Linked DNA regions of Mus musculus: region 2 is linked to region 1. The links are chromatin contacts, called in public promoter capture Hi-C maps. All regions are on one chromosome and are shown on one strand. Each heading gives the region's core, a stretch centred on a gene start, on an enhancer-like site or on the middle of the called end of the contact. The rest is flanking DNA. Distances are from core to core; before and after follow the strand shown. Region 1 holds the start of Dkc1 (dyskeratosis congenita 1, dyskerin). Region 2 holds the start of Rpl10 (ribosomal protein L10).

What was found. Promoter capture Hi-C pulls out the DNA fragments that hold promoters and counts their contacts.
Region 2: a promoter capture Hi-C map of erythroid cells shows a contact between it and region 1, with 6 times the contacts expected there. The contact joins the promoter of Rpl10 here to the promoter of Dkc1 in region 1. A contact is called at or near these places in 2 of 39 promoter capture datasets (embryonic stem cells and erythroid cells), 5 of 115 datasets of contacts at active chromatin or transcription factors (astrocytes, embryonic stem cells and memory CD8 T cells) and 1 of 9 other capture datasets (embryonic stem cells).

Annotation. Positions count from the first base shown.
Region 1 is chrX:75,094,125-75,098,087 of GRCm38.p6, forward strand. Dkc1 (dyskeratosis congenita 1, dyskerin) reads left to right here and starts at 1,730. Exons shown (of 15, transcript NM_001030307.2): 1 at 1,730-2,003; 2 at 2,710-2,777; 3 at 3,159-3,245. The coding sequence starts at 1,988.
Region 2 is chrX:74,268,963-74,273,012 of GRCm38.p6, forward strand. Rpl10 (ribosomal protein L10) reads left to right here and starts at 1,854. Exons shown (of 7, transcript NM_052835.3): 1 at 1,854-1,912; 2 at 2,017-2,062; 3 at 2,698-2,756; 4 at 2,838-2,945; 5 at 3,217-3,355; 6 at 3,710-3,872; 7 at 3,953-4,050. The coding sequence starts at 2,040. It overlaps Snora70 (small nucleolar RNA, H/ACA box 70), which reads left to right and starts at 3,530; the gene lies at 3,530-3,658.

The DNA.
Region 1 (3,963 bases), core at 480-2,979:
ACAAAACAGTAGGCTAATCAACCACTCTATCTTTCTTCAAACTGACCAACCCTAAATTAGGAGAGGGAAACTTCAGAGACTTAAATCCCTAATCTTTGAGAAGAGACTGGATTTTTTGTTTTCCTGTGCAGAGACACACATTTACAAACTCTTAAGATTGTTTTCAAACACATTTTTTTTTCTCCTGCAGCTTCTAGGTTTTTAAATTGTGTCCTGGGGCAAAGCAGAGGTTAACTCTTGGCTTAAGAAAATCTGTCTGAGGGGAATGAACTTTTCTTTCTTTGCTCTCATCCATCACTCACTCACTCACTCACTCACTCACTCACTCACACTTCACTGTTGAACCTTATCATCAACCCTTAAAAAGTATTTTAAGCATAAACAGGACCTAAGTTTAATGATACTTTCAGGCTGCTTATTAAGACAATCTAGGGAAAGTAGAAAAAGTTGGGACTTCAGGAAGCTACTGGAGAAATAGAGACATTATAATGATGGTTAGAGAAGTAAGAGTGAAGAAAAATCCACGGGTTCTGGAACTCTCCGAAAGCAAAATCTCTCCAAAAAGATTTGAGCATAGAGATACAGGACAAAGATGAAGGCACTGGACAAATGGCAAATGAGTACTTCAGATTTACTCACCCTATTAATTATCACTGGAGCATTATAAAATAACATTTAATTCTAAGGGTCTTATCTGTTAATAGTCAATTCTGATCATTACCACTATTAGCAAAATGAATTCCATAAAGACATAAAAACCCATTGTAAGTCATAGTAAAAAAGAAAAAAAAAACAGAAAAAAAAACTGAAAAAATCTGATTTTAGCATTGTAGATCAGAAGAAAAAGAATACTATTTTTTTTTTTTTTGTCAGCAACAACTAACTGGAAAACTATTGGCAAATGATTCCATCTACAATGAAGATAACTAATGATCTATCAAATTCACTAGATATGGGTTATGAATCCAGAAAGCCAAAAGAATCTACAGAGGTAGAATAGGAAACAGGGTGAAGGAGGATATTCCAGAGATCTTATCTCAAAGGCAGTAGCTCGGATTAACAGCCAGAAGACTCTACCCGACAAAAGTCAGGGCTCAATCCTAGAGCTGTTACTTTCTGGCTGTTACATTATCTCAGCCACTAGAGCTCTGCACTTGATGTCCAGGCTGTGGAATTCGAACTTAAGTGTACAGGTTAAGTGTGAAACACACTGGAAAAAAACTTCATACAGAAAAAAGCAAAACATTACACACTGCTGCATATTGCTTCCGTATTAAAATAACATGCCAGATCCGCAGGGTTATGTAAAATTAACTACCAGAATCACTTTCAACCTTTTTAGTTTGATGTAGCTGCTAGAAAATTTAAAAGTTTACACGAGGCTTGCACTCAATTCCTATTGGCCAATACAGCCATAACTTAATAGGAATTTCAAGGAGTAAACAGCTTTCACTTTGACACTGTGTACCTCAATGTCTTTTTCAATTGAAACTGACATGATAGCAAGCAAAAAAATGTCTGTTTGAGTTAAAACCAGCTATTTATAGCGCGCTAAGAAGGATGTCCAAGTGCTGAAGCTGAAGCTAGACTGGAGGAGGGTACAGTACAGCCCACCCGCTGTAGTCTGTTACTGCAGAAGCCTGGCCAAGGTTCCAAGGCGCTCTGCCAAGGGTTGGCAGTGTGGGGTTGGGGTGGGGAGGAGTGAGGGGGAGCTTCCAGGCGCATGTGCGGTCACACCTCCGTGGCCGAATCAGCCAATGGGATTGAGTAGACAGTCCGCGGGTTCGTAGAGATTCCTGCCCCCGTACCCCGTCCTGTCCTCCTCCTCCTCCTCCTCTTCTCTACGTCCCTTTTTTATATCAGCAAGCTAGGGGCGGTGCAACGGTGGGCGGGTCCTAATGACGTGCCCGGACGGGTCTCACACCATAGGAGTCTACAGTTCTTAGTTTGTGGCGGCTTGGGCGGGACGCACGCGGTGCAGTTCAAGATGGCGGATGCAGAAGGTAAGAGGTTCTGGTGGCAGTGCCATGAGACCTGTGGGGCCTCCTACACGACCCGGAGCTAGTTATAGTGAGATTGCATCGTGACCCGCGGTTCCCCGTGTTCCCGCTCGCAGTTTGGCTGTCTCACCACTCGGCTCTGGCTCTACCTGTGAATGCACGCATTCGTGACCAGTGACTAGGCTTCATTAGATCCTGGCTTCGTGCAAAAGATTCTACCAGGGTCCCCTCCCAAAGGCATCAGCCGTGGAGGCGACTGTGTCGTGATAAGGAGACGCGGTAGCATTTCTGCTGGCACTAGGCAGGACATTATGGAAATGAGGGTAGCAAAGGTGCAGAGCAAGGGTTAGGAAGGAAAGGAACAGAGGAGTTGGAAGCAAGTGTAACTCAGACCTACAAGAAAAACTTTAAGAGATCACAAGCCCCTATGGACAGTGCAGTGTTCGTTTGTGAAACTTTCCAGCCTGTGGACAAGTGCTTCCCTAAGTAATATTTGGCCTTGCCACAGCCACGTGGAGAACCCGAAGGGAAGCCAACACGTGCTAGAGTCATTTACCAGCCAAGCCATCCTAGTGTTTGGCCTCACAAACGTAAGTTCTCTCCAGTAATGTCAGACTTTAAAATGTTTTCTTTGTCCCGATTTTAGAGTTAATTTTAAACTTTGGTTTTAGTTTTCAAAATCTTCAAATATTGAGTTTGTTTCTTGTAGTAATTACATTCCCAAAGAAGCATAAGAAGAAAAAAGACCGGAAGCCATTACAAGAAGATGATGTTGCCGTGAGTAGAAATTTACTTTGCTTCGACTGATTGAGATAATTTAGTAAACAGCACATTAAAGGGGGAAAGTGCTTTTAAATATTCTCAATCAATATGCTAGTACTTAGTGGTCATTATGTAGAACGGGCAAAAACCTGAAATCATACAACTCCCAGAGAAATTTTCTAACATGCATGGCATGCTAAATGGTGAGCTATTGACCCTGAATTTCTCTGCCTTACTCCATCAGCAGACCCATGGTTTTGTTAAAATATTTGGATTCAACTTGATCTTCCTAAAGTTGAGTGACCTGGGTTTCAGAAATCACACCCCTCCTTTCCTCTTGTTTAAAAGGCATGCACTTCCAAAATTAAGCTGAGAAATGTTTCTGCTCTATTGAAGGAAATACAACATGCTGAAGAATTTCTTATCAAACCAGAATCTAAAGTGGCTCAATTAGACACTTCTCAGTGGCCCTTGTTACTAAAGGTATGTTTTCTGTGTATCAGATGGATGCTTGAATTCCATATTATTTCTAGTTAATGCTTACTGCTGGGGTGTTGTGTTGCATGCTCTTTATTCCAGTGGGCCAGGCAAGCCTAGTTTACATAAAGAGACCCTGTCTCAAAAAAGGAATGCTCACTGCCAGCATAGTTTACATTTAGAAAACTTTAAATGATGTAGCATGGAATATAGTATGTCACCAAAATGTCAATTGCTGTTAGGTTTTAGACAATTGCACTTTTGAAATCAACTCCTGTAGACTGTTTCAGTGCCTAAGAACATGGGGTTTTGAAGCCAGACGCCTTTGAAATAAGAGTATATGTGATCCTAGGCCACTTTTTTTTTTAACAATTATTTCTTTTATGTGAGTATATTGTAACTGTCTTCAGACACACCAGAAGAGGAGGGCATTGGATCCCATTACAGATGGTTGTGAGCCACCATGTGGTTGCTGGGAATTGAACTCGGGACCTCTGGAAGAACAGTCAGTACTCTTAACTGTTGAGCCATCTCCCCAGCCATGGGCCAGTCTTTTAACCTCACTGAATCTATTAATTGCTCATGATTATTTTCTCTTAGGATGATGTGCAGGGAGTTATAGGAGGTATTCTATGAAGCATGCTTAGTTTACGGTTGCATGTCATAGAAATTATAGGTTATTATTTAGGGATTTAATTAGTGATATTGAGTAACCCATTGAACT
Region 2 (4,050 bases), core at 604-3,103, 830 kb before region 1:
TCTTGCAGAGGATCTGAGATTGATTCCTAGTACCCACAGGGAGGCTCACAACTGTCAGTAACTCCGGTTCTAGGGGATCTGACACCCTCTTCTGGCTTCTGCCAGCTTCAGAAATGTATGCTGTACACTTGCATGCTTGCATGCAAAACACTCATACGAATATAAATGCATGGCTGGCTGTGGTGGCACAGGTCTTAGATCTGCACACATAGGTATGTGGATCTCTGTTTGCTGAAGGCCATCCTGATCTACATAAGTGAGTTTCAGGTCACCGGGGCTGACACACTCAGATCCTGTCTGAAGAAATAAATGTTTAATTGAAAAGGTGGTCAAAGCCGGGCGTGGTGGCACACACCTTTAATCCCAGCACTTGGGAGGCAGAGGCAGTCGGATTTCTGAGTTCCAGGCCAGCCTGGTCTACAGAGTTCCAGGACAGTCAAGACTACACAGAGAAACCCTTTCTCAACAAACAAACAAACAAAATGAAGAAAAATGTGGTACATTTGCAAAATGGAGAAACCCTGTCTTGAAAAACCAAAAAGAAAGATAAGAAAAGGTGGTCAAAATATATAGACTATTCTCATTTATCTCTCTCCAGCTAAAGAAACAGCCACCTCCACAACTGCACAAATACCAATCAGGTGGAGAGGACTGGCAGGACAGAACTGTTTTCAGAGGATAGATATCAATTTGTGAAGCCTCCAGGAACTGGATAAGTGTCACAGGGAAGCTATTTGGCAGAAGCAATCTAGTAGCTCTGGTTTGTGGCTGGGAATCTTAAATGTGCTGGAACAAGCTGGGCACATGTAACCAGGGAGCGGCACCATGGGATGTTGGGAGGGAAGGCCCTTGGTCCCTATACTTTTGTTCCTATCATGTCTCCCTAAGTGACACAAGAGGCACAAATTCATAGAGTCTGAGTGACTGATGATGCTCAGACACGTGCTCCTAGATCAGAACAGTGTTCCCGTTCTGGTGCCTCCCTAGATTGTAACCTTATATGGGAGAGTAGTTAGTGGTTAGCTGCCAATCCTTCTAGACACACCCAGATGTACATTTTGAATTCTTCATAGTGAAAAGAAGAGGTGTGCTACACCTAGTTTTTCTCTCGGAATCTGGGGCAAAGGAACTCCGACTCTCCTACTAGGGCGTGGCCCACAGCACCGCGACCCTCCTGGGGCTAGTAGGAAGTAATGATATCGCCATCGTCTTTGCCCAGTCTCCAGTCTCCCTAAGAACACGTCTTTTCCTGAGAATTAGAGTGGGGCGGGCCCAACTAGCGAGGAGGACAGTGAGCGCCTAACGGAGATTTTTTTCCTCTAAGGGAGATTTTAATTGGTCTCCTGAAAGCAATCAAGCACCTATCATGGTGCTCTTTGTTGGCTCTTAGACGTCAGCTTTGTGGGTGGGTCTCCAACCTCCCGGGTGACAAAGGAACTTCGGAGTCCCTACCATGGAACGTTCGCGCCATTTCCTGTAGCCTTGAGGAAGGCCTGAACCAGCACTCTAGAGCCCTGTAAGCAAAGGAACACCTCCGTGACGGTCCAGTTCCACTGAGAAAGACTCCCCTTTTCAAGTCTTAGAATATTGGCAATCATACGTAATAGCAAAACCTGTCAATGGCTCTCCGCCCAATATGGCCAGGCGGAAGCTGGTTTCTCTTGCCTATGTGTCGAAATCCCATTCGCCAGCATGCAGTTCCCTATTCCGGTATCCAGTCACCAATAAGCTCTGTGCTTCGTTCGGTCCCGCCTGGTACACATGCGCAGAGCAGCGCTGCATCTATGATCTTAGCGTCTGATAGAGCGTCGACACCACCCCCTGGCTGTAACTCTATGGTTGTTACAGTGGAAGATAGGCCGCCTATATAAGGCGTGAGCAGGCGTGGGAGCGTCTCTTTTCCTCTGGCGCGGTGAGTGAGTTCGGTCACGGTTTTTTACGATGGTCTCGTAATTTTTCTTTGGGATTTTTTTTACACTTATTCTGTGTCTGTATTCTTTGACTGTTTCATTACAGCCACCGACGATCCTATTGTCATCATGGGCCGCCGCCCCGCCCGGTGGTGAGTGCTGAACCCATGCAATCTTCCTACTGTGAAAACTGAGGGAAAAATGCATTTCTTTCGAAAGACTTTTTTTTTATGGGTGGACTCTCTGCCACTTAGAGACCCTGAAGTAAAGACTGACTTCGGGTTTTCTTTAATACTTTACTGGGACCTTTATTTTGAGGCTGTGGGTGGCGTTACCCAATACTAAAGCGCTTGGGTAGAACTAGCATGTCCGTGTGCATCCAATCCTCTGCGTCGCAAATGAGCCTTTTTACAACGCCTACCAGGCCTTCTTGGTCACTTTTGCGTCCGTCTTTTATTTCCGGCCTTGAGCTTTGTGGTTTTTAACAGGACACCAAGGGCTGACCAGTCCGTAGGCGCCGCCTAAACGCGTGTCCTGAAGAGGACGCCATATTCTCTTAACGTGGCTAAGGCGGGTCTTCTGTCACATGCTAGGAAAATTGTGATATCTCACCCAACTCTGGTTAGAGGGTGATGCTAGTGCATGATTCTTTTTCTGTTTTATAATTTGTGTAATTGTTTAACAACAAGTTGCCTTAGAATCAGTTACCCTGAATGGAAACTGGATTCAGAGCTGGTTTAGTCCTGTTGTCACCATTAATCACACCTGAGTTTCCTTCCTTCTATAGTTACCGGTATTGTAAGAACAAGCCATACCCAAAGTCTCGTTTCTGCCGTGGTGTCCCTGGTAAGTAGTGACAAACTTCGAACTGGATCGGTGTTTGTCTATTCCCCACTTCTCGAGAACTTTAAACCACGTGTTTTTCAGATGCTAAGATCCGAATCTTTGATTTGGGACGGAAGAAAGCAAAAGTTGATGAATTCCCACTTTGTGGCCATATGGTGTCAGATGAATATGAGCAACTCTCTTCTGAAGGTGAGACAGCTCCCATTTGTTAATTGGCTCTTTTTTTTTTTTTTTTTGGTTTTTCGAGACGGTTTCTCTGTAGCCTTGGCTGTCCTGGAACTCACTTTGTAGACCAGGCTGGCCTCAAACTCAGAAATCCACCTCCCAAGTGCTGGGATTAAAGGCATGGACCACCATGCCCGGTGTGTTAATTGGCATTTCTTGTGTACTTGTGGATTATATATTATAATTTATTCAATGTCCTGACACCCTGTTTCACTGCTGTTATTTCCCCATTCAGCACTGGAGGCTGCCCGTATTTGTGCCAACAAATACATGGTAAAGAGTTGTGGCAAGGATGGCTTTCATATCCGAGTGAGGCTCCACCCTTTCCATGTCATCCGTATCAACAAGATGTTGTCCTGTGCTGGGGCTGACAGGTAAGCTGGTGTTTTATTTGGTTTTGAGACAGGGTTTCTCTGTATCCCTGGCTGTCCGGGAACTTAATGTACACCAGGCATATCTGAGATCTGCCTGCCTCTGCCTCCCAAGTGATTAAAAACCACCACTGTCCAGCAGTATTTTTAGGGATTTCTTTGATTTTTTGTGCAGCTAATTAAGCCGACCAAGTCCCCTTTTCCCATGGGGACTTTGGTGTGCAATGGTTGCAAACAGCAGCCTCCTTGGTAGTGTATGTAGCCTATTATCTATATGGGCTGCCTCAAGGGACCTTGGAGACAATTTTCTGGCAGTTGGTAATCAGGCCTCTGATCACAATGTTGTCCCTGATCTAGGCTCCAGACAGGGATGCGTGGTGCCTTTGGGAAGCCCCAGGGCACAGTGGCCAGGGTTCACATTGGCCAGGTCATCATGTCCATCCGAACCAAGTTGCAGAACAAGGAACATGTGATTGAGGCTCTGCGAAGAGCCAAGTTCAAGTTCCCTGGCCGCCAGAAGGTAGGTAGTGGTATTTAAGTTCTTCTGTTTTCTTGCTCTGGTCCTCCTTGCTGAGTTTGTTATTTTCTATTTCCTTCTAGATCCACATCTCAAAGAAGTGGGGCTTCACCAAGTTTAATGCAGATGAATTTGAAGACATGGTTGCTGAGAAGCGGCTCATTCCTGATGGCTGTGGTGT